2 separate regions of the Mus musculus genome follow, and region 1 is linked to region 2. A link is a contact called in public promoter capture Hi-C data. All regions are on one chromosome and are shown on one strand. The core of a region is the stretch at or near the end of the contact, and the rest is flanking DNA. Distances in the headings are between cores, read along the strand shown. Region 1 has its middle 37 kb from the start of Gm12589. Region 2 holds the start of Zfp750 (zinc finger protein 750).

Region 1 (7,245 bases), core at 2,996-5,495, 220 kb after region 2:
AGACTTTTTCTCAGCCCACTTCTGAAGCTTCCTGAACTCTGGTATAGCCTCTTTAACTTATACTTGTTTTGTAGCCTGTGTGTGTGTGTGTGTGTGTGTGTGTGTGTGTGTGTGTGCATGTGTGTGTGTGTGCATGTGTGTGTGTAAGAAGATGTATATATGTAATTTACTATGTTCTGTGTGTTTTGTGATATGAGAATTAATATTAAGATTGGGATGAAAAAAACCTGCCTTTTCCTTAGCAAAACTACCAACATGGTAGAATTTTATGATAAATGACTATTATTGAAACTGTTGAACTTTGTGAATTTATTGTTATTCAGTAAATTATGACATTGTAAAAAAGACATAAATATGTTTATCTATTTTTCTGGAATAGTATATTCATGACAGGAGGGGAAGACAACAGAAGACTTCTTCAAATTAATGCCCCAAATAATCACCTCAAGGATTCTCACTCAGAATTCACTTTGGAAATGAGGTGAATGTAGTGGTAGTGCTGGACCCAGGATAGCCAGAAGCAGGGAGGGTCTTGCTTTCCTGCCCCTCTGCTTGGGGTCAGAGTCAGTGCTTTCTCTGTGTGGTGAGCCAGGTCAGTATCCTCATGCCTGAGGACTCATGAACCCAGAGAAGGACATGGAGGCATAAATTGGCCTTTGGTGGTAGAGACAAGCCCTGGGCCCAGGGAACTGTGGCAAGGGTCACCCGAAGGTAGGCCTGACTGGGCCCGATTTCTCCATTCAGTCTCTTGTTTTGTCATAAAACATGAGATGTATGAAAGTCTCAGAGAAGACTTCTCAGGTTTGAAATGTGTCTTCTTCCCAACAGTGAGGAGAGCTGGAGGGCTCTGTGCTGTATTATATCCTGGCCAGCAGTTCAGAGGAGCAGGTGGCCTGGCATGGTTTCCACCTCTGTCACTAGAAGGGTCAGTGGATAGAGCTCTGGCAGGCACCAAAGGGCCCCAGCATCTTTGTCTCCCCTATAGGGGCGTTCCTTCTGGAACGTGGCCTCTCTGACCTGGACAGTTACAGCCCATGGCAGCACTTACTATGCCTTGACTTTGAGGGTCTTTGTGCCTAAGGTATGAGGGTTGGCTCCATGTTCCTTGGGGAATCAGTCCTGTCTAAAAACATCAATGGTGGACAGTGTGACACTTGCCAGGGTTCAGAGGTTCATATCCTAGTTTGTTGACTAACTTCAGATTTTCCTTCCTCCCAGTAAGTACCACCCTCTGAACTGTCTTCTGGGGGAGATAATTAGAGAGGCTTTGGTAAGTCACACAGGACTCTGCTTATACTAGGTACCACCCTCAAGCTGTTCCCCTTTGAACAAGTTGACTGGTTTCTCTGGTCCTCCGTCATGGAAGCCAGGAAGTAGATACCTGTTGTATGTCCCCCTTCACTGTATAACTTCTTCTGCTTCCTGTTCTTTGTGCTAGTGTCCATTTGAATGCTTTCATGGGAACCAGATTTAGGCTCTAAGGCTTGGGGCAGGTGGGGCAGAAGGTAGCTGAGGGGTCTGAGTGATGGGTCTGAGAAGAAGGAAGTTAGAGTCAGCGGGGAGTAATGTGGAGCCTCCACAATGGCTAATTTATCCTCTAACCTATCTACACAGGTCTTTTAGTTGCTGCCCTAGGAACCCAGGGTCCAGGATGCCACCAGCCTTCACCTCCCTGTAGTTTTTATGAGACATGTTTACATGCTTGGGAGACAGCAAAGGTCTGTGACCCAGCAGCAGCTGGAAGGGCCTGTCCTGCAGCTTTGGTAGCTATGGCTTCAGAGTCTGCAGCGATCCTTTCATCTCTTCAGTGCCCTGCAGCCACAGTGTAGCCAGAGTATAGCTAGAGGATGGCTAAATCCTCCGGCAGCTGCCCAGGACTTTACAGCACCGTGGCAACTAGTCTGAGGCTGTCTCCAAGGCAGCACTGCTCACAACCCTCTCCAGCATCCTCATTAGTTTGAGGAACTGTCTAGGTTGCCCTGGAGCTGGGGCTGCAAGGCCTCTGGAGGCCAGGGGCTCAAGGCTTTTGGGGTCAAAAGTAAATTAAAGGCAGGCAAAGAATGAACATGTGGCATGGGGCCTCCTACCACCAACAGCTGTCCTGGTGGGCAAATACCAAGGAAGCTGGAACAGACTGCTGACTAACGTGAGAGAGGAGGCACTAAGCCTGAGAAAAACAGAGAAGCAAATAGCAGGAATACAGACTCTTCTTCAATGGCCACTGTGGTTGCTAGTGTCTGGTTCTTTCTGGGATTCTCTCACTGGCTGGGAAGCTGTCTCATTCTCTAGGGTAGAGATGAGAGTGAGTCTTGTCCCTTTTAAGGGATGGGGGGCGGAGGGTAACCAAAGTCTTGCATGACTGCCTAACTGGCATTCCGTACAGACTGTTGTCACTATTCACCCATCTCTACTTCCATTCATTATACCTTAGGGACCACGTAAGCTCTGAATCTGGGTATCACAGTCATGCTTAGGGTTAATTCCAGGGTGTCAGATTTAGTGAGTGTCTTTCTGGGAAAGACTGAGTGTTCGTCCCAGAGGGACATGAGATAGGCAGGAGAGTGTCACTGGAGATGATCAGTAGAGGCACTGAGAAGGCCCACAAAGATCTGAGCTTTTGTCTAGAAAAGACTAAATCTGTGGGCAGATATGAAGGATGAGGCCCATAGTTCACTGCTGAAGGATGCAAAGAGAAATTTGGTACCCACTATCTAGAAATCAGATCACCAAGCAGAGAAGTCAACTGGTTTAGCCATCTCTGCAGGGTTGTGTGAGATGGAGCAGTCTCTGAGGTGTGAAAGAGGGTGGGCTACCAAACTCTGTGTGTGGCTGCCACATGCTGCCACAGGCACACAAACTTGTCTGTACTCTTGAGATGCACACCAGGCTGGAAGGGATGAGACTTGCTCATATTTACTGCTCTTGTAAGTCTCGAGGCTTTGTTTTGCAGAGACTGACAAATGGAAGCCGATGGTCCTGGCAGACGTGGAGAAGCCTGGAAGGTCACATGTGGGGTTGAACAGTTGGAGGAGAAGCAAGGGAGGGCAACAGCAAGTGTGTTAGGCCAGGTGTGCGACGAAGTGGTGGGACTGAATAAAGGTTGTTGGAGCTTAGGGAAGGATGCCTCAGCAACACTCTCCTTATTTACACTGTTTCCCTAGGGGTGGCTGGCATTATGCATGAGAACAGCCCATAGCTCTGTCATATGCTTGGGACATACATCAGTCTTCCTCATCCTTGGGTACTGACTTTTTAAAATTATGTGATATAAAAGATGCTCTTGATATTTATGTTCAAGTCTTTTAGCATTCTCATAACCCTGACAATCTGCTACTCTGTGTGTGTGCAGGCACAGCGCTGTACCAGACAGACGTAGTTCTCAACTTATGACAGAGCCACAGGGGGCAGTCAGGTACCCTGGAGGGAGATGATTGTATGTTGAAGATTAAAGCTATTAATTTCTAGGGTGTGACAATGGTATTAAGTTCAGGCTCTTGAAAAAAAAAACTTTGCTTTTCAGTAGTGTTTATAGACAGAATCACATTGATGACTGGAGTGTGCTTCACAGTACACAAAGGGAGCAGGAAGACACAAAGGAAATGGGGCTAGGCTGATGGCTGTTGAAACTGCGTGGTGAAGATTTGAGGTTAGTTATACTAGTTATTCCTATTTTGTGTTAAATGATATTTTCTCGAATGAAAACGTTCAATGATAGCTTTGTCCTGTATCTTTGATTTTGGTGCACCTATGTGTATTTGTGAGACAATTGAGAAACCATATAAGATGTTCAGTAAGAAGCACTATGCAAACAGTCCAAGGGGGAGAGTGGGCGTGTGCCTTGCTGAGAAGGTAACTCAGCATGCACAGAAGGAGGAGCAGGCAGCTCAGTGGCTTGTGGCCCAAAGGAAGGTGAGAAACACTGGCCCTGCCGCAGGGCCCTTGTCCTTCTGAAGTCTTGAGTGGGAGTCATACAATCTGAAGTATGACTTGGGAGCAGGGGCATCAGCAGAATGGAGTCCAGCAGACAGCTGGGAAGAAGAGATGGTAGCTGGACCAGAGCTGGAGGTGGTTGTATGTTTGTATATTTGAAGTTGCCAATCCTGTTCTAAGGAGTCCAAAGAGGAAGAACCCACAGCTCCTCCCTGGGAGGGACTTGGAAATTGTCCAAGAATGTGACTCGGGCCTCCACCTACCTATGGGGGCAGTGCCTGTGGACTGTGGTCACCCTTTTTCCACAAAGTTCCCTGTCTCTGAGGTCATGAGGAAGGTGTAGGGCTTATTTTTCCTGGGCCCTCTCTCTGCCCTGTCCAGGGTGACAAGTTTACTTCCCAAGACACCAGAGTTTCTTTGTTCTACTGACCCTGGCATCTTGGAGTGAAATGGTGGCTCATGTCCATGTCAACTGCTGCCTCTTTCCTCCCTGGGCAGAAAAATTCCACTGCATTCTAGAACACCCCCAGAGCTACCTTTAGCTTTTTATACAGTCTCTGGAATAATTTTTTTAGTGAAAAATGTTTTACATTGGAATGTAGCTGCCAGACACCTGCCCAAGCCCCTGGCTGTTAGAGAGAGGCCTTTGCCCACATGCTGTCTGTCTTCTCCGTCTTTCATGCCACACCCAGTTCCAGAAGTCTCAGGTCCTCAGGGAATGAGAGTCCAGTTCAGCCTGGTAATTCCAGAGACTGGCTGGGATCTGCTGAAAGAATTAGTTGCAACACAGCATGATGAGTGGGTGTGTCACATGTTTTTACCACATGCTTAGTGCTGTAAAGCTGTGTTGCTAAGGCAACAGTGTGCCTTGTCAGCAGGAAGCACTTGGGGCAGTACACACACTGCAGCTTCACCCTTGCCCTTAGACTCACATCTGCATCAAGTGGAGCCTAAGTAGGTTCCTACAGGATAGACTTGGGTAGAATGACCTGAAGGCTCTGCTCAGTCTTTCCCCAGAGGATAAAGGGCTGCCATTAGGAGACCCCACATATGCTTGTCATCTGCCCAGAGGCCTAGTGGAGGGTGTCCTATATGCCATGCTTGCCTCCCAGGTCAGGCAGTTGGAAATCACCTTGGTATTTCTGGGTCTCTCATACACTCGTTCACCCTACGTACTCACTCATCCTTCCCTATGCTCTCCAAAACACTGGGGACTAAGCAGCTCTAGTCAACATGACCATTGCATGGCTGTGGATAAATCAGACTGGGCAGCTGGGATCATCTTTCCAAGACAATTCTTCAGATTAGAAGCTGACTATGAAGGCATGTCTGCTCTAGCCCTTGATGGTTCCATAAACTTGCTCTTGAGTCTGACCTACGTCTGTGGACTAGCTGATGGCCATGAGATGTCATTGCTCTGGTCTAGGCAATCACTGAGGACAGGAATATATCACTTCAGGGAGTTCAGAGGTTGGAGAAACGTCTGGTAAATGCCTGTTCCAGATAGCTTGGGTTTAGTGGGTGTCTTAGTGTTTTCATTGCTATGAAGAGACACCATGACTAAGGCAACTCTTATAAAGGACAACATTTAACTAGGGCTGGCTTACAGCTTCAGAGGATCAGTCCAGTATCTTTATGATAGGAAGCATGGCAGCATCCAGGCAGACATGGTGTTAGAGGAGCTGAGAGTTCTGTATCCTGTTCTAAAGGGAAACAGGAGAAGGCTGACTCCTTAGGCAGCTAGGAGGAGGGTCTCAAAGCCCATGCCCACAGTGACATACTTCTTCCAACAAGGCCACGTCTCCTAATAGTGCCACTCCCTGGGCCAAGCATCTTCAAAGTATCACAGTGGGCTATATAGGAAGACACAGTTTATCTTAGCTTGTATCCAGGAGAAAAGTTTGTTAAAAGCATTTTTATAAAAAAGTGAGCACTGGTATCATGAGAGGTTGCCAGATCTTTCAAAGTCATGTTTTCAAACTGCTTACTATTTAGTTTATTCTTGTGGAAGCCTATGTCTATGGAAAGAACACACTTGATTTTGTCTTTCAAATATTTAAATTAGAAGACTCTTGTTATTCCCTCATGGAATTCTTAAACTCTTTTTTGAATGATAAACAGGAACAATTTGTAATCTTAATGTGTTCATAAGATTTCACTGCTGATGTAAATGATATGACCCTTTGAATATTAGATATGTCATGAATAACCATTTTCCATTTACATATGTAGTCCTGAGTGGACTTTTTTTCTTTAAAAACATAATTTGAGTCCAAATAGTTTTTGGCTGCTTCTGCTCAGAGACATCACCAGGTCTATGGGAAGATTGGGAGTCATCTATCTGGGACAAGTTTCAGTCAGGATTCAAGGATATAAGTTCTTTGGTCTAGGTTTCACAGACAAGTTCAGTATCCCATCTAAAGACTGATTTAAACATACTTTAAATTCTTCCAAAGGAGGAAAACACGTAAGAAATGATGCAAGCAACAGCAACACCCTACTTTGGGGAAGTAGATGTATTAGAAGACATTGTCAGCAGAAAGCCCTTTGCCAGAGCCCTCTACTCCACTTGCTTCTCTGCACAATAATGGATGAGACTAGCTTCCTGTGTATAGCCAATGGCTCTGGCATATCCAGAAGTGGCCTTGGATGCTTGGGGATTCTTGCAAGCAGTCCAGCATTTCAGGCACTCAACAGGAGGAAAGTGGTGTGTACAGGTCCCCTCCCTGGAACTCTGCCCTCCCTGGCCCCAACACCCTTTCCAGAGTTTCCAGAGCTGCTCATGGAAAGCTTGTACACCGGACTTAGCTTTGCTCAGCCTTCATTGCACACCAGCTGCTCAGATACCACAGTGTTTTGAAACTCTGTTGTTTGAAAATCTGCCATCTGGGGAGGGGGGTGCTATAGTCATTCCCTCTGGGCTTGGCAGTCCTGGTCTGGGGAAGAGGAACCAGAATGACAAAAAGACACATCTTGGGGGTCAAGAGAATTTGGGGAGATTCCAATGCTAATGGATGATCCTTCATATCATGAGTGTAGTATGTGGTTGTCATGTTGGTTGTTGTATTTACTGGGCTGTCCTGAGGTTCTAGGGAGAGTCTGCCATGAGTTTTGCAGAGGAGAGCTTGGTCTGTGCACACCTGCCACCCTTACAGTGGCTCACACAGAGCCTCCTGCTTGGGGCTCCTTGATACTGGATTCTCAAAGCTGGTTGGTCTTAAGAAGGGTTCTAGAGGCAGAAGGTTTAGACAACTGCTGGTGGAAGCCAAAAGGAGCAAGCAGATCAAGGGCCCTGCCCAGAGGCTGGTTCCCCAG
Region 2 (7,451 bases), core at 975-3,474:
AGTTTATACCTGCTGGACTTTGAACTGTCTGGCAGCCGCTGGTGTTAAATATTCCCAAAAGCACACATTGTTGCCAAAACAGGAAAGCCAAGAACTTTGACTGTTTACAGTACTTTTGGGTTTATATTCAAAGGTGAAGCTTTTCCTAAAGGCATAAGAAGGGTATGTGGCTTCCCCCCCCCCCCCTTTTTTTTTTTTTAAGGTTGGGCCTGTTACTACTTTGGGAATACATCTCTGGAAGGCTATATGTGTAGCTATGGCTGTCTGAGAACTGTAGTGTTAGCATGTTTGATACTGAAACAGTCCCAGAGGAATTTTACTTGGCACCATACCCTCCTCCCTTCTACTTCCCATTTGATGGTCAGGGGGGTTCATGAGGGTGTCTTCCCACAGGCACTCAGCCCTCATCAAGGGCTTTTGGCAGAGAGTTGTTCTCTGTCTTCCCTGGGGAAGCCCTGTTCTCAAACATGCCTCCCCAGACCTCACCTTGGCCCCAGACTTCCTTCTCTGAATCATCTTGCAATGCAGCATACAGTATGTACAATAATACAGTGACCTAGAAACATGTACAGTATCCAGCTTAAGATCTGTAAGATGTGTCCCAATTTTTTTGCTGACACACATCAGGCTGTATGACTTGAGACTTCGATATCTCTTATATTAAATGACTTGACTGCGTTCAGAAAGGGCCCAGGGCTGAGAGCACCTTCCACCTGCCCACAGTGTGCCATCCGGGATACCTGCCCACACACAGAGTGAGCACTGTGTAGTTTCGATTGGCCACAGGGTCCTGTTTGTCTTTAAAGCATTAAACTTCAGCAGTCCCTGAGTGTGGACATGTAGTGTAGTTGCTGCTGTCAAGACAACAGTGAGTGGCTGGCATGTTTTTAGAAGTTTCTAAGGGGCTTGCACTTAGAAATCAGACAAGAGAAAGAATAATTTAAGAGAACCCTGATAGGATACAATAGAGGTAATTACAGCTTTGCTTTATAGGCCAGCGATGTGACGGGCCAGGCAGCTATGTTTGTCCTGTGAATTGACCTGCAAATCAAGACAGTGCAGTACTATTCCTCCTGGTGGTGTCCAGCTGTCTGGCGCAGAGCCTCGCAGGTGGAACGTCGTGAAGGGCATGCTATAATTACAGCACTGTGATGTGGCGTTATTGCACCACTCAAGGGCACGCCACTGTCGTCTACCCACTGGGGTGTCGCAAGAACGAGATTTGTGAGTTTTACTTCATGTGGGCTTTTGCAGTAGCTGGCCGCCGCTCCCTCCCAAACTTTCTGTTCTTTAAGATGAAGGTGAACTTAGGGAGGCCATAGTCTTAGAAGAAAGCTGTTTTCTAGAGTGTGTTTGGAAGGAAGGATCTAGAAAACAAATGGGTTGTGTTGTGCAGGCTCACGGCTTCCCGACCAGCATGGCACCGGAGCTCGCCTTGCCTGTGTTTCTGTAACACAGCAGTTTAAAACATCAGAGAGCCTTTTCTAATGCAAACACTCAGATAGGAAATGCAGGCGTTTCTGCTTAAACCAAGTCTGACTTGGTCAGATTTGGCCGATTATTCGGTCGATAATTATTTTCATACAGATTTATCCCCCCCCCCCCATGTATAATCTTAACAACCAAACCAAAAACCTAAACTTAGTTGGTTTCTTGTTTTTGAAAGGTTTTGTCAAAGCAGCAGTTATTTTAAATTTGAAAAGCTTTAGATGTTAAACTAGAAATGAAACCAAACAGTTGTATCTCTCTCTATATATGTGAGTTTTGCCTCTTTTATGTCAAAATTTATTGTAATTTCTTTGAAAAGTAGGGAACAATTAAGCAATACTATAAATCCATCTTTTGTTTTTAAAATAAATTTTATAGCAGAAAGGATGGCTTGATTTCTAAATAAGCTTGCTCATAGTCTTGGAATAACGTATCAGCCCCATTAGGAGTTCTGTAATTGTGGTCTGCATCCCCGAGATGCACCTGCCGGGTTCTGAGTAATCCTTAGGGAATAGTGAGAGCAGGAAAGAGCAGACAACAGCAAACAATTTACCCAGACAGATTCCTCAAGACACATTAAAGAGTAGTTTTGAAAGAAAACTTGAAGAAATAGTAAGCACTTACCAAAGGTGGGCAGTGCTGGGATGCGGAGTCCTTCTTCTGTGCAAGGTGCTGAGGTCTGAGGAGCAGGATCTGTTCTCACGCTGGCTCGCTGGCTCGGTGAAACTGGAGCCGGCTGTTCCAGTGGGAGGGATTTAAGTGTAGGAGTTGAGCCCTCGGGGCGTAGAGATGCACCTGATATTCCTCCGCCTGCAGCTACAATTCAAGTGTTTGCACCCACTGAGCTCCACGTAGCCTCACTGAGCAGGGATCCAGAGAGTCCTGTGCCACTCCAGGTGCCCCACAGGACTCTAGGTTCACGGTGTGTGGGGTCCTGGGAGGGCTGCCCAGTTGCAGAGGAATCAGGATATCTGGATGCAGAGTCTAGTGCTGATGTACTTGTATCACAAGCACTTGATGCTCATTAAAGACTCAGGTGTAGAGCTTCGCTTGCTCGCTTCAGTACTCCAGCATAGGAACATAGAAGCAGAGAAATATAACTTTGTCCTGAAACACATGTCACCGATGGAAACATGACAAGTGTTTTTGCTGTGATGCCCAGAGAAGCCTCTGGCCACCTCTGCGATTTCTACCCTTCTCTAGGAGTTTTGTTGAGGTCACCGGGAGAACTAGGGTGGCAGAGAGGATGCTAACCTTGCTGCCTTGTCACAGGGACCTGCCGGAACATGCCCAGGGCCTGTACTGGTTGTGGAGCTGACATGTGCTGTCTGTCATTTGGGCGTCGGCAGTGTGTTCACCTTCACACCCCCTCTTTAAGTAATAACTTAGATTTTAAATTTTGGAGCCATTTTACCATCCCCTACCCCCACCCCCCACCCCACCCCCAGTGTTTACTTGTTTGCTTTGAGGCTTGTGCGGGCTGCAGTGGAGGCTGGAATGTGATGTCAGTTTGGGGACAGGGAAAGGACACTGTGATAGCTGGCTAGGCTCTTGGTCATACCTGAAGCTGCTGGCAAGGGCCAGCACGCATTTAAGACTTTAGATTTTACTTGGCTTCACCTTTATGTTTAATTCTTTAAAACCTAGTTTAGTTACTTTGTCTCATTCCTAGGAAGAGTCTAAGCCAAATGCTCAGTCTTATAAGAACAGCGAGCAGTTCCCTAGGGTTTCTCACATCTCTAGCTGAGTAGCAAGTTACCTTAAGCTCTGCTCTGAGACAGTCACCAGTTTGTTACAGTTTGTTACATCTGTCTGGGCGGAGGTGGTCTGTACTGGTTCCGGTTCCCCCAGGCAGTGCTTCTACTCTGTGGGTGTTTACTGAGGCTTCCCGGTATGGTGAAGTCCTCTAGCTACTCTGCCACTTTCCGGGACTCCACAGTAGAGGGTAGCCTTTGGACATCTCAGGACTTGAAGAGAGCAAAATGGAGAGGCAAGGCTGAGAATTATCTCAGTGCCGTTTCTGCTGCACCTCTTTCTGGAGCAGTTGGGGCAGGCCAGCTTCTTAGGAAGGCTGGCAGGGACTTGCTGAAAGTCTTACCCTTTCCCCTCTGCTCTCACTCACCTTTTGCTGAGAGTTTTACTCCTTGATTCTAATTTGCAATCTGGACTTCAGGTGTTTTTAATGGACCCCCTTAACTCTTTGCCTCCCACATCCTCTTGAGGGCCATCCCTCCTCCCTTTGTGCTGCCCTCTCACTTGGGCCAGTCCTATCTTTGCTGTGTCATAGCTTCTACATTTCCTTCCCTCTTCTTTTTTGTATTTCATAGTCAGTGAGGGCAGTGCTATACTAATCCCTAAACCCTCCAACAGACGTATTGGCCTAATGCCACTTTACAGTGCTTTCTTCCAAGGAGAGTCTTCATGCAGCAGGAGTTCTGATCTGAAGGGTGACATTTAGTGAGCATCCCCTGTTTTGAGGCCCAGCCTTGCCACCATGTCCCTACATGGCCTGGCATCTGTGGCTTGATGATATCCACACGCTCTAGATGTTGATCAAGGGCAATCTCTAGCTTTATGAGAGAGAGAGAGAGAGAGAGAGAGAGAGAGAGAGAGAGAGAGAGAGAGAGAGAGAAAGAGAGAGAAAGAGAGAATATGAATGTTTTTCCTCCTCTTCTTTTTCCTTATATTCTCAGTTTCCTTTACTATATCTTCTAGTATTTCTATGAAGCATATTCCACAGTCAGGATCTCTGGTTTCTGGGGGGGTTTGAGTAGCCCTGCTTTGATACCTTGTTCTAACTGCTCTGAATAGTTCAGTGAGTTTCTTGCAGGATAGGAGGGCTTGGGGACTTTATGTAGGGATTCAACTCTGTCTGCTGCAGAGTGGGGTTTCTTTATTGCTGCTGGTTGACAGAATGATCAAGAGTTGATGATAGCCAAGACCTTGGGCTTTTAATAGGTTCTGTTGTGTAGGTCAGGGACTGGCAGTGCTTCCTCTTTGGTTCCCCACTGAAGGTTCATGTGCTTGTAACCTCCTAGTGGTTCTTTCTGTTGCTATGTTCCCTGCCCTCTTTGACTTCTTTGCTTATGCCTTAGAAAGTGAAGGATGGGGCTGGAGAGAGAGCTTAGCATTAAAAACACTGGGTGCTCTATCAGAGGACCTAGATTCAATTTCTAGCACCCACACAGTGGCTTGAAACTATAGCTACTGTCCCAGGGGATCTGATGCCCTCTTCTGGCCTCTGAAGGCACCAGGCATGCCCATGCAGGCAAAACACCTACAGATACCAAAAAGAAAAAAAGAAAAAAAAGGAAAAAAAGAAAAAAAAGAAAAAAAAAAGAGGAGGCCTTTCTTTTGCCACTAGTGAGGTCTGAACCCTTGTGTTTGGTCTCACTCCTCTGCATGACCTAAATGTCTTGATGAAGTTTCTGAGAAGTAAAATCTTAGGGGGTAGGACTGGGAGTGGCAGTTGGCATTTCCTGAGCATCTTCCATGTGGGTCCTTGGTGCTGAGTGGTACTTGCATCATTCCCTGTAGTCACAGGAGCTGTTGTGCACCTGCTTTATAGGAGTTAAATGAGCACAGAGCGGTTAAGTAACTTGACCCAGGTACCTAGTCTGGTAGGTCACAGTTTCATCATGTGACATGGGAGGTAAGATGGGGTATAGAGTGGGTGTCTGGGGCAGCTGCCATCTCTGGACAGCAGCATCTCAATCGAATGCAGACAGGTGCTGTTGGGTATAGATAGTGCTGTGACTCTAGTCTGCTGCATCAGACTCTTTTCCTGGGTCCCTGCTGGAGCCATCTGTGGCACACTTCCCTGCAGGGTATGGAAGGCAGAGCAGTGTGTTGGGTTAGCCTAGGTACTCCTCCACAGCACGGCTTGGCTCTGAGCTCACTTCCTGTCCCTTCAACATCTCTTTGCCTGTTCTTGGGCTGTCCCCTGCAGTGCAATGCAGGGCTGCGTAATGTGGGAGAGGGTCAGCACAGGCTTTGCCAGGCCTGTTGAGTCATTTCACACAGCAGCCTCTCTCACAAAACATTTTTGAAGAAGGAAGGGAAGTCACTTATTTTCTGACCTCCTTACAAATAGTCACAAGATGATTTTTCCTGTAATTTTTTGTGCTCCTTTTGTGAGGAACATCTGGAAAGTAAAAAGGAAATGGGAATTGTTGTAGTGATGTCACAAGTCTGGTTTCAGCTTCCCAGTGCCCTGTGATGCCCCGGGGCAGTTGGAGGCAGCAGGCAGCTCACACTGGGGCTCTCTACTCTGGTCTCCCCAGAACTTGAGTTCTGTGTTGGTGACATGATTGGGATAGGAGTACAGGGTCCTTGGGTGGCAGAGGACAACAGCAGCTCCATCTTGCCCAGTTCCAGATTCCTGGGGCGTGCACATGCTTCTGCGGTTTGTGGGAGTTGTGCACTCCTGAGCTTTTTAAGAGGAATAGCCGAAGGCCCAGGGCCTGTCCCAGGTTTTAGGAGTCTGGCTTTGTTTGACCTTGCCTTCATGGCTTCTTTCCCATTGAAGAGGGTATCTTTTAGGGGTTTTTAATTGGAATTCCTTTCAGTTAGGATTGTAATAGTAAGAGACTATCCAGAGAAACAAATGATTTTGCCAAGCCCTTAATAACCTGGTCTTGAGCTAGCTCTGAGGTGATGGATGGCCCTTCCCATCATGCCTTATTCTGCTTCCCAAGCCTCCCTCCTATTCCATTTGTGTTAAGGTACATCCCGACTGGACTGTGAAAAGCTCTGTTCCTAGTGGTCTGGACACTTTCCTAGACTTGGGTTTTGGCCCTAGGCACTGCTCTTGTTTTGCTCAAAGCCACAGGACAGACCTGGAGCTGTAGCCCAGGGGGCAAGTGTTGCTGTTCAGTAGACAGAGCTGCTCCGAGCTTCTGTAGGCCCAGCGGGGCATCTGGCCAAGATGGGGGATGATCCACCCTCCTCCTCCTGTGCTCCTACTGCCTAGAACCTCTCCAGGATTGGCCAGAGGTGGGCTGTGATCATAGATTGCTCCACTGAGGCCTGTGTTCCAACCCCACAGCCTTAGGGGTCCACAAGGCAGAAGGTGGACATGTTAGTGGAGCCCTTAGTGCTGCCGTACAGACTTTAGGACTCAGGTGTGTCCAACCTTTTGACATTGGAACACAAAATTCTTGTCTACAGAGTTCATGCTCAAGAACCTGCAATTGAATTACCAAAAACAAAACAAAATAAAATACCGAAGACCACGCCCCCTAAAAACAAAAACAAAAACAACAAAATCCTCTCAATGTTTTAAGTAGCTTTACAGTTTTACGTGGAGGCTAGGGCTGCATTTATCACTCTCCCTCAAAGTGTGTGAGAAAGTTTTATTGTTCGCATGTTCTCCAGAGAGAGGGTGGATGTAGAGCTTAGGGAACCTGACGGCTCAGAGGTGTGACACCGTCACTTAGGTTTTAATTTCTTGATTAAGGTGATGCCACTCTAGGCTTTTATAGACTGGAGATACTTTATTTTGTTGAGTACGCAAGATACTTTTTCTACAAAGGCCCGCAAGGGTGAGTGGTGTCTCTGAGTGGTGCCCTGTGGTGGGAGGCCTGGCAGCACCAGAATGTGGCCTGTGGGCAGCTTGTGTAGGGCGCATGTTCTCCTGGCTCTTCTGCCTCTGAGCTGTATGGAACCAGGTTCCTGTGGCTCTTGAAGAGCCTTCAGGGTGAATGATTGAGGGTGAAAGGCTTTTTGCTTGTGTTTGTGTAAACAGTCCCTGGTTCTTCCCGTCCCTCCTGGTGTTGGTTGGCGCCAATGCTGTGTCTAAAGGGAAACCTGAAACTCTGTGCGCTGCGGCTCGCTTTGTCTTTGATTGGGAAATTCAGTTTGAGTTTGTGAACTTGGGCCAAGTCTTGAGGATTCCCACAGTTTTCCTCACCTGTCTGTTCTCCCAGGCCAGCCGTGCAGCTCTGGGGCCTTGTTTTCTGGCC

Evidence for each region. Promoter capture Hi-C pulls out the DNA fragments that hold promoters and counts their contacts.
Region 1: a contact with region 2 is called in a promoter capture Hi-C map of hippocampal neurons, with 2.1 times the contacts expected there. The contact joins the enhancer-like site here to the promoter of Zfp750 in region 2. A contact is called at or near these places in 7 of 39 promoter capture datasets (cranial neural crest, embryonic stem cells, frontonasal cranial neural crest and 4 more), 2 of 484 Hi-C or Micro-C datasets (CD4 T cells and nephron progenitors) and 1 of 115 datasets of contacts at active chromatin or transcription factors (pancreatic cancer cells).

The regions. Positions count from the first base shown.
Region 1 is chr11:121,736,901-121,744,145 of GRCm38.p6, forward strand. No RefSeq gene overlaps it. Among named protein-coding and RNA genes, the nearest start is that of Gm12589, 37 kb to the right of the region's middle. Within about 2 kb of position 4,246, at least 145 of the 459 cell types and tissues checked have an H3K27ac peak or open chromatin away from gene starts, as enhancers often do. A contact at or near this core is called in hippocampal neurons and pancreatic cancer cells, where this site is marked.
Region 2 is chr11:121,517,118-121,524,568 of GRCm38.p6, forward strand. Zfp750 (zinc finger protein 750) reads right to left here and starts at 2,225. Exons shown (of 3, transcript NM_178763.4): 1 at 2,113-2,225. The region is part of intron 13 of Tbcd (tubulin-specific chaperone d); the gene reads left to right.